Regions from separate parts of the Anas platyrhynchos genome. Here region 1 is linked to region 2. The links are chromatin contacts, called in public Hi-C maps. All regions are on one chromosome and are shown on one strand. The core of a region is the stretch at or near the end of the contact, and the rest is flanking DNA. Distances in the headings are between cores, read along the strand shown. Region 1 has its middle 32 kb from the start of ASAP2. Region 2 overlaps MBOAT2 (membrane bound glycerophospholipid O-acyltransferase 2).

The links. Hi-C and Micro-C count contacts between places; a contact is called where the count stands out from the background.
Region 1: a Hi-C map of F1 follicle shows a contact between it and region 2, with 4 times the contacts expected there. The contact joins two enhancer-like sites. A contact is called at or near these places in 6 of 8 Hi-C or Micro-C datasets (F1 follicle, F5 follicle, liver and 2 more).

Annotation. Positions count from the first base shown.
Region 1 is chr3:104,778,475-104,785,136 of IASCAAS_PekinDuck_T2T, reverse strand. No RefSeq gene overlaps it. Among named protein-coding and RNA genes, the nearest start is that of ASAP2, 32 kb to the left of the region's middle. Within about 2 kb of position 5,321, at least 1 of the 8 cell types and tissues checked has an H3K27ac peak or open chromatin away from gene starts, as enhancers often do.
Region 2 is chr3:104,655,464-104,662,926 of IASCAAS_PekinDuck_T2T, reverse strand. MBOAT2 (membrane bound glycerophospholipid O-acyltransferase 2) reads left to right here. Exons shown (of 13, transcript XM_027455207.3): 6 at 488-542; 7 at 1,366-1,549; 8 at 6,651-6,843. Among named protein-coding and RNA genes, the nearest start is that of KIDINS220, 26 kb to the right of the region's middle. Within about 2 kb of position 2,471, at least 4 of the 8 cell types and tissues checked have an H3K27ac peak or open chromatin away from gene starts, as enhancers often do.

The sequences.
Region 1 (6,662 bases), core at 4,072-6,571, 120 kb before region 2:
GCTTTCTCCTGTGTGACTTTGATTTATTTCTTCCTGAAGGAGATGGTGCAAAGGACCTGCAGCTGAAAGAGCAATTACAAATGTATATTATCCACCTTTTTCCTTACTTTTTTTTTTTTTTTTTGAAAGACACAACTGTGAAGCTAGCTTTTGACAGGAAAATGGCATAGAGAGCAATTGGGACAAACGGCATATGAAATTAATTCAGGTTGCCATATTTTTACACATCAGACACTTCTTGGAAGAGGTGAATAGTTTCTCGCTTAGATCCATAAATTTCTTGCTTACAGACTTTTTTTTTTCTCCCCAGTTCTTCAGGGGATGAAGTTTTATTTGTCTTTGTATTCATTTCCTCTTCTCAAAACCCTCTTGGAAGAGCCTGAAGGACCACTTATAACCTAATAAATTCATCTTTGGGTTTCCCAGAGTGTCCTTAGCAAGGATGGAAAGAGCAAAACTACATCAAATATATTAAGCCCAATTTGTGTAGGCACATCCCCCTGTATATATGCTACCCCGTTATATCCATACCCCGTAGTGTCAGGGCTTTGATCAAGAGTAAAACCATTACAAATGCAGAAATCCTAGAGAAGAACATGGGCACAAAGTTTGTTATAGTAGGGTCTGTAGCTTTGTCCAGTGCCAATGTTTTGAAACTCCTGATTTAAGCTGAGCATCCTCTATTAAGGGCTGCAGAATATGCACTATGTGAAATCAGTGATGGACTGTATTCTTTTTTTTTCTCCTAAAGTAACAAACTGCTAAATGTCCCTCTTCTTTTTCTACCTGTTCCTGATTTAATTATTTCCTCTCAAAAGCAATGTCTCATCTGACAAAAACACACTGAAGGGTGAGGGCTTGAAATTTAGTGAAAAGGCAATAAGCCTGTAGCCATTCTAGTCTTGTAGTGAAAATGTGAGTTTTCAGGTGCATTCACCCTCCTCACTTAAAAACCCTCCCCCGGATTCCTGCCCTGCTCCAAAAGTTTTTAACTTTGTTTTTGGTAAGTCTACATCCAGCTCTCTGTGAGGTCTGTTGCTGAATTAGAAGGAGTTGTGCATGCTGTTAACAGTTTCCTAGGTGTATACAGTTTCCTAGGTGTATATGAATCTAATGCTTATGTGCTTTTCTGGCTTAGCTATGCCCCCTTCTGAAACTTTACAAGTGCAGGAGTGAAATACAGCTCAACACACTCTGCGTATCAGAGACAGCGCTGGGATCATGTCTTCGGATACTGTCATGGAAATTGAGCTGATTGTATAGGTCTGGATCTGCTTTTAATGTAAGTTACCAGCTTTAGCACAGTCTCAGACATGAGGAAGTGACTGGCCACACATCATTACCTTCAGAGTGATTTGCTGAGATCACAAGCCCAGCGCAAAACCAGAAGGAAAACCTGGGGCATTTCCAAAGGAAGGTACAGCAGCTTCTCAGTAAAGTGCATTTTTTAAGCAGAATGATTTCTTTGTTGCTGCTGAAAGAACAGACATGTCTGTACAGTTAGCATGTACATCCTTCAACATAATCCCCTCATCTGTGCACTGCAGGTGCTGCTTCTTGGCTGCCCCTCGCAGTGAGCTGATGCAGCAGCGCCTCGCTGTGCCTGCCTTCACCGAGGCAAGCAGAACAGGCTCGATACCTTATTGCTGAGATATCTGAGGCTCACTCTTACTACTCAAGCGATAGTTCCTGCTTTATTTATGGCTATGCATGGGCTTCCACTCCAATCTCCCCTTCAGATCATGGGTCAGTATTTATTTTATTTTATTTTATTTTATTTTATTTTATTTTATTTTATTTTATTTTATTTTATTTTATTTTATTTTATTTTATTTTATTTTATTTTATTTTATTTTATTTTATTTTATTTATTTTATTTTATATTTTTTAAGCTTACATTAAAAAAAATGTACTAAAGATGCTTTTTGATTACTTTGCATTCAATGCACTGAGCAGTACAATTTCAAAGGGCTTCTTTAGTCCAGAATTTTATTCCAGCTAAACTGGCTGAAATTCCATGGAAGCTTTTGATTTATTCCCAGGTACTGACGTTACAGGATGGTATTTTCAAACAACTTTTACAACTTACTACGTTTCAGTCTGACCAGATCTCTTAAAAGTGTGACAGAAGGCAATGAGATACAGCTCACTGGTATTGAAGGATAAGAGATCGACATAAGCTCAAAAGACCGGACAAAAATTAATTATTTTGATGTGAAATTAAAAAACGGAGTACAAGAAGAGCAAAAAGTACTAAGTGAAACACATTTAACCTAACATGATACATGTAGTTTGCTATTGTAAAGGTTGATGCTAAATTCTCAATACAGGTTACTTCAGTTAGCAGGAAAAAAAAAGGGGGGGGGGGGAAATCTTAAACTTACAAATGTAACATTTTGATGTATTTATTTTTTAAGGACTGCTTGCCTAGATATCTTTGGTTCTACTTACAGAATTTCTTTGCTGTAAGCCAAATATACTTGACAAAAATGTCATGCAGCAGGTCAGATGGGGTGTTACATTTGAGCAGCCCCAAAGAGGGGGGTCCCTGCTGCTTTGTAGGTAGCTCCCAGCCCCATGTTCAGAGCACAGGGCAGGGGGAACCCTCTTCAGAAACAGCCTCACCCCTTCCCCCTGCTCTTCCAAAGGCTCTGTGTATACATATACCCGCTGCATCTGGGGTTGAGGGGGGTCCGGGAACTTTTGGAGCTGCTGTCAGGCTGCAGCCACATCAGGCAGAAGCCTTGGGGCTGTAGGGGGAAGCAGAAAGCAGGACAAGGTGTGGGGTATCTGCCTTGTGGCACCTTTGGGCTCTGCCAGAACTCCTCTCCCCCAGGCCTTGGTGGGAGCTGAGCCAGGCAGTTGCTGCTGAAGGCCTCCAGAGGGAGATGCTGCCCCTCGAAACCCTCCAAACTTCAGTTCCTTCAGCTCTTTACTTCCACCCCACAGCCTGGAGAGTTTCCTGAGACAGGAAAGAGAGGCCGAGACAGGATCACCTGCAGCATGGGTCCAGCTGCGTCTGCGACAGGCATGGGGAAAGCTGTGGCAGATGTGACAAAGCCCTGGCTGAGCAGAACAAAACCTCAGATCCTGTGGAGAGCAGAAAACAGCAAAGATGGTCCTGCCAAGCACCATCAAGGGCCAGCATAACGTGATCCACACCTGCTTTCTGTCAGAACAGTGCCAGAAATGAAGAGCCAACACCAAAAGTCAAACTCCCTTCGAGACCTGCAAGAGCTGGTCAAATGTCACTGAAGAGCAGCTATGGGTTTTGGGGATTTGTTTGTTCGTTTTTGTAGTAGTTGGGGTTAATGTCTGGTGGTTGCTCACAGCTGTCACCAGGAAGGCGTGTGTGTCACTGTGTCCCTTGGAGCTGGTGAGCTGCAGCAGCTACTGGTCCCAGTTGGGGCGGTTCCCGTTCCCACCCTTGCCACCAGGCTCAGCTGGTGAGGGAACCGAAAAATAGCACTTGAATCATTTGTCCTGACTGCTGGGTGGCAGGTGCTCTGTGCTCATACCCCATCACTAAGGGAGATCTTGTTAAATTCTGGCAGCTGAAGGCATTACGATGCACCCCAAAGGGCTCTGCGCCTGCGTGGGGCCAGACTGACCTCAATTTCTGCATTTTTGGTCAAGTATTCTGAGGACACTTTACTCCTAAATGAAAATATCCAGTTATTTAACAAGCTTATAGCCATGGCTTCATGTGCTGGGTAACTGCCTTGTCTCTCTCTATTTAGTATTGCTGAGGCTCTATCTGAAATACCGTTTTCAGGCTGGATTTTTTTTTTTCTTGCTTTTGTTTTTGTCCAGTTAGGATGGATGCTGATAAAATGGAGGGGAGGGTGCTGGGACTGTTGGGGGCCCTGAACATGTCACCTAGAGGCAAGGGAGACTTCTTTAGAAAGACTTCTTTAACCTGCTGAGAGGAAATTAGGGAGCGTCCTGCTGAAAAATGGAAAAAAGGGTAAGATCAGTGGCGAAGAAAGAGAATTAATAGTAAAACTTTCATCCACTGATGCCAAAAATAAAATCTCCCTGAGGTTGCTTTCTTTATTTCACCAGACACCGTTGCTGTGCTAGAGGGCTACAGGAGCAGGGACTGCAGAACTGGGTGCTCAATACAAGTTTATTTGTTCAGGATCTTTAGTCACCAGATGCCTCTACTGGGATACTGATGTATTTGGACTCCAAATTTTATCTTCTGCCAGGCTGTCATATGCCTAGAAATCCCAAACAAAGCAACAGAGTAAGGTACTTGGCAATAAAGTGGATGTGAAATAAATCCTCAGTGGTCTACAGGCACACAGCACAAGTGATGTCCAGAAGCTGTACGCCTGAACAGGAGGAAGACCAGCACTCCCCACAGGTTGCTGCATACCAACAGACCAGATTTTAGTGAGTTTCAGACCAAATTCCTCTTGAGATTTCTGTAGAAAAATGTCTAATATATATGTAACTTTGCAAGTACATTAATAAAGTATTCTTTAGCCATGAGGAACTTCATATGGCTACACGGAATCAATTAAAAATATTTAAATTAAAAACAGGTTAAAAATAAAATCATTTATCTGGCAGATAAATGATTGTGAGGCTCTTATGTGTTGTTGTAATGCAGCATATGCATATGTTGCATATGCATATGTTGTAAGGCAGCATATGACTCTTCATGCAGAAATAGAATTTTCAATTATCAAGTCAAAACAACATAGAAAACCTGCTAAATTCACAGGAAAAAAAAAGTAGAACGCAAAGTTTGATTAAGTAATTCTAAAGTTGTGGTTGAAAATAGGAAATGTTTTAAGAAATTCCCACTTTGTGAAAAAATTGTTTATTTTTCAATATTTTTACCATGAAAAATATTTGATGTGAATATTCTCCAGAAAATTACAGCTATGGTCTTGTAGTGTGAACACCAAACTTCAAAACAAGGCTTAAGGCTTTTCCAATCTCTGCAAAGGTTGAACGTGTCAGGTATGTTCTGCATGAGTTATTTTGTTTTACTAGTCTTATCTCTGATCATCTGGTTTCAGGTAAAGTCAGGTTCATGTGAATTCCTTGGGTAGTCCTCCATCTCACATTCTTCATTATTCCTTTTTAATTGGCATTCACCATCTTCATGTCAGCCAGGTGGCAGCTAGGTTTGGCTTTAGATGCTTCAGAACAGTTACAAAGCTGTGGCTCCTTGCTTTGATGCTTCCTATTTTTTATTTTTTTCCCCGAGCATTTGATTCCTTACTCATGCTGACAGTCAAGACTGGTCTGAGTCACACTCTTGTGGGATTCTTTCTTGAAGATTTTGGTATTACTACAAGATCTGTCACAGTGTGAAACACAGCGTATCATGTCCCTGTCTACAAATGACTACCCAGAAAGCTGTGCCCTGATCCTGCATATGCAAACACACGAGGACATCAGTACTTGAGTAACCCCCAAACCACTGTAAATATCTCATGCATAAAGCTATTTGTATGAACATGTGTTTGTAAGTTGCTGAATACTGCAGATACATGTGCTAAGATGATTGTGATACAACCAAATACATAATTTGACACAATCTGGTTTTGGTTTAATAAGGTAAAAACAAATAAATGAAGAAGGTTCTTTTATTCCTGAGCTCTTGAACACTGTTCCCAGCAGGTATGAATCAGTTCAGAGTGGAGTGTCTGCCCCAAATATTTTATAGGATGGAAAGGGAAGTGAAGTACAGTAAAGAGGAGTGAAGTGCATCAGGGAACATCTGCAGCTGGCAGCATTTGTCCTCGGGAGCATTCACTGACACATTTCATTGCTTGGTGGAAGATGAACTCCAATCCTTCTCTTTATTTGCTGGAGGATGGAGGCTCAGTGAACACCACAATATCCAAGAATTAAATCCAGGAGAAACAGTGCCCCTCAAAGTGCAAGAAAGAATCTGGTTTTCTTTGTCAAAGGATGGAGAAAGCACTGGATTTTTTAATTAAATCACCATGCAATATTCCTGCCTTAAAAAATAGTCTCTTGCACAAAGTATTTATTTTGCAGCTTTTATTTATAACTGAGCCATTTATAGTGACGCTCTTTAAGAAAAGGAGATTTCTTCACTTCCAGGTAGATTGAGCTTTGACTTCACCCACCAGGGAAAGGGAGATGTTTTAGTCTGCAAGAAAGATTTTAGATTCTTTTTGGAAACCCCACAGCATCCTCAAAAGGCCCGGGTCTGCTCCCTGTGATTATACCCCCTGCCTTACATTTTCTCTCTGGTTCAGAGATCTTGATGTTCAGGAAGAGATGGGACTCAAGTATAGCAAATGCAAGGGGCACTTTACTGAAGCTGTTAGGTACAGGGAGGGAATGTTTTTCTCGACTTCCCAGAGTAAGAAAATGGCCTGAACTGCATGGATAAACACAGATGCTTGTCACTATCTTAGCCCAAGTAAGATGATTGCAGAATACATTAAATGTTCATGAAAATAGTACATAATTGATCTTTGAATCCTACATTTGTTACATTGGTAGACAAATAGGCAAAAGCTATCTAAAGGAATAAAACTACAAAACTACAAGAATTTTAAAACTATTGGGGCTGCAATTTCTGTATCTGCTTATGGAGAAATGTAGTCAGAGGCTACACCTGGCTGTAAGGTCTGCAATTTGCAATGCCTCGCTTGTGCCAGGGGTGG
Region 2 (7,463 bases), core at 1,222-3,721:
GTCTGCATCATGCTTTGGGTAACATAAATCTGTCTTGGACTGTGTTCATGTACACTTCAAGGTGTGTAACTAGCGTGGTGTCCCTGGGTTACTGCTGGGTTAATGGAGTTTGGAGTTCAACGTCCCTGACTGGTAGTAAAAGGTTTTGAAACCTGTACATTTGGAAAACTTAAGAATGTAAGGGAACTGTATTTTTCAAAGCTTTTTACAAGACTTTTTAACACTTTCCTGAAATCTGTGTGGTTTCAGGCTTAGGCGCTGTTGGATGTAGCTGAGAATATGAAATTTTGTAATTTTGTCAGCAGTGAGAAACGTCGTATCCAATTTCAGCAGTTATTACATGTTATAATATGTCTGAAACAAATTGAGGACATAAAAAAAAATATGTTATAGCATAAGGTTTGCTCTACTGATTAAAGACACTGCTAATTAATTTGTGGTATTCTACCTTTTCTTTATTTTCCCCTTTGCCTTTGCTCTTCCCTAGGAATGTTTCGAAAAAATGAAGATTTGACACCATCACAAAGATGCTTGGCTGTAAGGTAGGCTTTCAGTGATCTGAGAGTTTAGTTTTAGGGGTGGGGAGAAGCCAGTGGCTTGTGTGCTTTATTGATACTTTGTGGAATTGCTGCAGTTCATGTTCAAGATGGACAGTTTACAAACTCATCTAAAACAGATCCATGCTTTGTATATTTATAACTTAATTACATGCATTTATTCTCCTGGAAAATACCACTTGAAATGGAATGTTTTTCTTAAGTATAAAACCAAAGTTCTATGCATTATATGCAAATTAATGCTGGATCAGATAGGAGACTAGTTAACACTTAGTACACACATAAAGTAGTTGGTGAAGGAACATATTTGTCTAATTTCTGTTTTTCAGCATTTAACTTACATTTTTTCCTTTCTTTTTTCAGGAGACTTGAAAATAATATGTTGTCCTGGGCAAAAGTCTTGACTTGAGAAATTTTGCTTAACTTAATTTATTGCCAGTTAACACACACCTTTGTTTACTGATTCAGTTACTGAGGGGAAAAAAGAAAACAGAAACAATTGAACACTTGGGGAAACACCTTCCTTCTCCTTCCCCAGTCTCAGCTTTAGTCAAATGCCTCCTCAGGGCAAGGAGAAAGTCACCAGAGTTAAAGACATCAGTCTGAAAATGCTCAGTAGAGATTGGAAAGCAGTGCTGTGTTTAGAATGATTTAAGTTGTGATTGCAAAATACACATGAAGTGCTTTTCTGCGTTTGGTTCTTGTTGCATTTAAAGTGAACAATGACGTGCAGTATGACTTCTCCTACTGTGGAAATTCTGTGGAAACACACATGCCATCTCACGAGCTGCTTGTCTTTGAATTGCAGACGCATGCCAAGTCTACTGGAGTATTTAAGTTACAACTGTAATTTCATGGGTATCCTGGCAGGCCCGTTATGCTCTTACAAAGACTATATTAATTTCATTGAAGGCAGATCATACCAACTGCAACAGTCTGAAGCAAATGGGAAGGAAGATACAAAATATGAACAAACGGATCCTTCTCCAAATGTAAGATGTATGACTCTTGCAGTGCCGATGCTGATGTAATCATTGCATGAAAAGCTTGATTTGCACTGTTCATTTACAGGCATAACTTCCGAGCTGTATCTGGAGTTCATTCAGCAACAGTACAGTTCTCTGTTCCAGAAGTTAGATACTTATTCTTTAAGGCAGGTTTTCTCCATGGTTTCCAGCCTGGATCTTGTGGAAAAAAGTAAATGAAATTGGTGCTTCCTACCAAGCTTATATGGTAAAAAGCCATCTTTTGATGAAGCAGTTAATGCATCTTTTCTTCAAAGCATATACCGTGTACAAAAGTGTCCTGGTAAGGACGAACTGCACATCTTAACAGTTCCAGCAAAGTTCCATGAAAATTCTTGAATTCTGCTGTTTTTCATGTCTGCATGCAGCAAGTAGAAAACATTCATATGCATTAAATTGAAAAGTACTCATGAAAATAGTTCTTTTTTGGTTTTACATGTCTAGAGAGGTACTAAGGATGGATATATTTTTTTTCTTTTATCTGAAGGTGTAGTAAAAGATGGACTAGCAATAATGCTATGGAGAGTTTACAAACTTGTCTAAAACTGTATACTGTAATGGATAGTCCATCTTTTACTACACTTTCAGATTAAAAAAAAAAAAAAGTAACAGGATGGCTAGTCATCCATACAGTCTCTTTATTTTCTCTTTGTTCTTTTGTTGGAAAAGAGAACACATTTGTACAGAAGAAAGTCCAGTTGATCAGAGTTAAAATCAAAAGCTCCCAAAGGTTGTTACTTTTCCATTTTAATCCAAAGAACTAAGTGGATCTCTATCCACTTCCATCCCGTGAATGTGGGTGATGATTTTTCCACATTCTCTTCTATGAGCCTCGTGTGGTTGTAGTAACTCGCACCACAGGAATGTAAACTAGTGGTTAGAAGATGATAATATTTGAAGCTGTTCCACATGTTGACAGAGTACCTAAGGTCATAAAAACGTGCTGTTGAGCAAGTAGTCAAGAAGGGAGGAGGACAAACGAGACTTCTCTGCCTAGATGGGCACCTCACAGTCTGTCCGTAGACTGCATTGATATGTTGTGTCGGCAAAGTTGCACACGTGTTTTTAAACATCCTCTTGGCTCAATAGACAGATGCATCCCATCTTATGTACTAAAATCATATTTCTGGAGAAAAATATTGTGTAGTAAATTTATTGCAAAACAATGGAACTAACCAAACCTGTCAATATCACTACTTCTGGACATTCGTCTACCGAGTGCTTGGTAGGTCTTCATAGCTTTTTACCACATAATCTTGCTAGTGATTTGAACAAAGTCAATAAAAATAAAAGCATAAACCTGTAACATGTTCTTCTTTCAGGTAAGCAATTTTCTTTAAAATGTATTGCTCTTCAAGTGCTTGACATTTTTTGCGATTCATGCTGCATTAGCCTTTGACATAAACATAAAGAGAAGCTGTCTATGCGTTGATACTTCATCTCCCGACTGGTGTTAGAGAAATCTGGCTGCATTTTATAACACCAGCGAGTATTGTGTGCTTTTGGAGAAATATGGATGATATAATTTGTTTACTGCATTTGCTGCATCAATTAAAGTACTCATTGTTTTGTTCTAGACGAATGCTTACAGCCCATTAACTTCATGTTAATATTTTAAATGTGTTCCTTGTTACTTAATTATTTCAAGAAGAATAAATTGTTAGGTAACTCAGAAAATGAAATATAAAGGGGATCAGAAAATGTTAATGTAGTAAATGGAAAAAAAAAAATCCTTCAGCTGAGTTGAGTATAATAAGTTTCATTTCTTGTTAATTATCATTTAGATAACAAAAGTAGTTCATGCCAGCCTCCTCCTCTATACTGTGTGCTGACTGCATGATATTAACTTGGTTTAGTAGATTTGCTGTGCTCATTGCATGTTAAATGAATCAAGTCAACATATTAAAACTCATTTCTTATATCCCTCCTATTGTGCCTTTTTGCAAGCTATCAGTTGTTGGTGCTCAAAGTGGTGTCAACTCTCAGAAATTAATATCTGTCTTTGTAAGTTTCTTTTTATTATGGCTACCCTTAAAATTCAAGATGCCTGTCAGCAGATATCTGCTTTCTTGCATATTATGCAGACTCTTCCTACAAGTTACAAAGTTCTTGCTTAATTACCTGTAATTTTTAATTGAGGTGCTATCCTCCACAAAACGATATGCTTTAACATACTTCAATATGATATTGAGCTCCTTATTGTTTATCAGCCAAGAACAACAAAAAAAAATATTCACATAAACTTAGAAGATCCTTTTCTACTTTTTATATGTATTTTATATACATTACATTGTTCATACAGCAATATATTTATATAATCTGGAGCTCAGTGAGTGTTTATGGCCTCAATTAGAAAGCTGTTCCCGAACTCCTTTCACTGATTAGGAATCCAGCTTTCAACCTGCTTGCGTTGCCATCTGATTTATGCACATTTCTTTTTCTCCTGGCACTGTTTTCTACCTTAAATATCTTTTTCCCTTCCCAGTGTTAACCATATTTGATATTTTTATACAGGTATGATCAATTTTTATTCATCAAAACTGAATGAGTCAGGCCCTTCTACCTTTTTGTTTTAAAATAATTGTATATTCTACTTCACATGAGGTGAAAGATATCCTGCTGCTGATGTTCTCTTAAGTCATTAATGGAACAATTGTTTTGGAGTGCAGTTTTTGAGTTATTCCACAATAAACACATTTTACTTTTCAACTTGATGCACTGAAAACTTTGAAGAGTGAGTGAAATGAACTTCAAACTTTTTTAAATTAGTTGCTTCATCCCTGTAAAAACTGACCAATCCTCCCAGGAACATGAAAGCCAGTTATTACCCATTTATGCCTTGGCAAAGAGGTTTATAGCAATAGCCTAGTTGATTAAGTAAAATGACGTGAATCGATGCTTTACCAAATGCATTTATATGGGCAATTGAACAATAGATTACTCTGGTGTCAGGTGAGGCCTTCTGTTTCTGTGTAAATTTATTCACAACTTGAGTATGCTAAACAAGTCTCAGGCTGTGACTTTATAATCCATCGAGGCCAACCCAAGTATTAACTTGGGGCTTCCAAGTCATTTGCTTATCATATAAATGCTAATGTGCTTGGTGATCTGATTCACATCACTTGATCCCAGCTAAAGCTAGCTCATCAAAAAAAAAAAAAGTCAAAACCTGGTATTGGTATTTCACTCCATTTGAAGGAAAAACTTGCAGTCAAGGTGAGGAAAAAAGAAAGGACTGCTTCTTTGCCTTGCAGCCTGTGCTTGGATTGCTCTTCAGAAACTCTGCTTAAACCAGTCCTGAAACTGCAGCTCCCAGGCTTTGTAGGGTCAGGAGCTTGTCTCCATCCTTGTTTGCTAAGGACTTTAATACAACTATACCGATCCCTTTGAGTGGTGTCAGCATGTGTGATTGGGGTTCTGGGACTTAAAAAAACAACAACAACAACAAAATTAAATAATATGTCATGTTGTGTCTAGATATTATTATCCAGACACATATATTACTCATCCTTGTAGTTAAATGTTGGTGCTAAAAAAAAGAGTAGAAATACATCATTTAAATAAAAACACCTTCCTCCTACAGTACATAGAGCTCTGCAACTACAGACTGAAAACTGCAGAGTTTATTTTGTAAAAGTACAGCTGTGTGAGCTCATTGTTCTTTCTTAAGATGAATTTCATTGAAAATTTTATTGAATTAAGTCTTTGCAACTTGTCTTCGTTGTTTAGGATCAATACTTTTTGTATTTACAAATAGCCAGCTTTTTATGTATTAGATATTGCCTACCAAAATTAAAGATCGATTAGTGTTAGTAATAACTGAGTAGCATTTGTTTCTATATGAACTGAAGACAAGAAGTTTGGCCAGCTGAACTTTCTCTTTGCTCTTGCAAAGAAGGAGATGGATTAATAGCTGCTAGAAAAACAAAGGAACATGTTTAGAAAGCTAATGCCCTCTACTTTGAACTCTTGTAATAAAGTATTGAAAAGAAGATTATTAGAAAACAAGTAGAAAAAAATAACAAAACCCCAGCTTTAGCTGTTGATAGGTGGTTGCCTCCTGAATTATCCAGCTGGTTTGTCTAACTGGCTGGGTTTTCTAATCCTCTCTGATGATCTGCATGAAATACATGCAGTCTCTGAAGTCAGCAGTTACCATCTCATCTGGAGGTGCTTGGTTAGTGTGTTCCTGTAGGAATTTGCACAGCCCGTGCTATCCACCCTTGGATATCATCCAATATGGATGATAGCAACTACTCAAAGCAGTGAACGTCATGCATTAGTGCTTTGTGCATTTTATAACAGAAACTTAGAAATGCTGGTTTCCTAAAAATAGCATAGTTTACTGTGGTGGTTATAGCAAAACTGAATTTTGGGGCAATTTGAGTCCAGATTCTAGCTGAAGAACTTCCTTTTAACATGACTGTGAGCATATGATATGACTCCTCATAGCTTGATCATTTTAGTTGGGAAAACAAATCTTTATAGTACTGAGGTATTTTGGTTGTAAATTCATAAATTATTTCTTTATTTTACTGGTTTAGAATTCAGATATTGTAGTAACCCAACAGAGATGATTGATATATGGAGGTGGGCAGCAGTTGAACACCTGTATTACACCAAAGATTACCAAAAATGCACTAAAATTTTGCCATTATTTCTGGAATCCCTGCAAGAATTGTACTCATTTCATTCTGTGCTAGGTTGTGTTCTTTGTGTTGCGATGTCTTAGCATCTTACTTGGTTAGGTAATTTCACGATGGAAGAGAAACTGGAATTGCAAAAGATCTTCCCATTATTGAAAGGGTCTTCTAGTGGCTCGGTGTAGTTGAATTTGATTTTCTGAGTTTGCCAGATGATGTGGTGGTGCTCACAGTGTCATCAAGATAAGGATATTTCATGAATCTCTATGAAATGTTACCAACAGTTTTAAATTTAGTAGTAAACGTTATTGAAAAATTGTTGTATATATACATTTGGTTAGGGAAGGAGAATTATAACTTGCCCTTGTTTCCATAAGACTACCAAAAACCAAAGCTTACAAAGTTTCTTATCTTAAACTTTTCAGGTAGCTGTGGCACAGAAACTCTTAGTCTGTGGACTCTCCTTACTCTTTCACATGACTATTACCAAAACTTTGCCTGTGGAATACAACATTGATGAGAACTTCCGAGCTACAGCATCGTGGCCTGTAAGGTTTTTCTACCTATACGTGTCTCTTATGGCTGCCAGACCCAAATATTATTTTGCATGGACTTTAGGTAAGTACAGAAAAAAACACCCACAACTATATGCATTGAGTTTCTTTTGAGATGCTGCATGCTATGTATTAAGAAGTGACAGTGCCCTCTTGAGGCCTTAGGCAAACATTATTATATTTAAGTATTACAAGGGATTGTCAAATATATTGAACAATGTCTTTTCTTCGTGAAACAAAACCTATCATAAAACTAAGCACAATGTTGTGACAGTATTGCAAATGAGATCATGGTCTACTGAACAAATCTGAGTGAAACGTGAGGGTTTTTGGAGAGTGGCAGTGTTTTAATGAGCAATGTCTTTTTTGCCTTTTAAAAATTATGGAACTGGTTTGATGTACAGTCCTTGGGGGTGCTTTTGTGTTTTGTTTTGTGTTTTGTTTTGATTCTTTGCCTTATTCTAAGCCTCTTTCTCTGGTTCGTTAGCAGTAATTTGCTTGATTTTTTTTTTTCAAGCATGAAGGGAAAACGAGTATATTGAAATTTAGATGTGTAGTAGTGTTAATAGCAGATAGTGTTGGCAGTGGTGTTTCCAGAATTTGATGGATGGCACTTCATTTTTAGTCTTTGCTTGCGAAAAATTCTGCTTGACAAATGACAGGGCACCCATAGTCACCCATCTA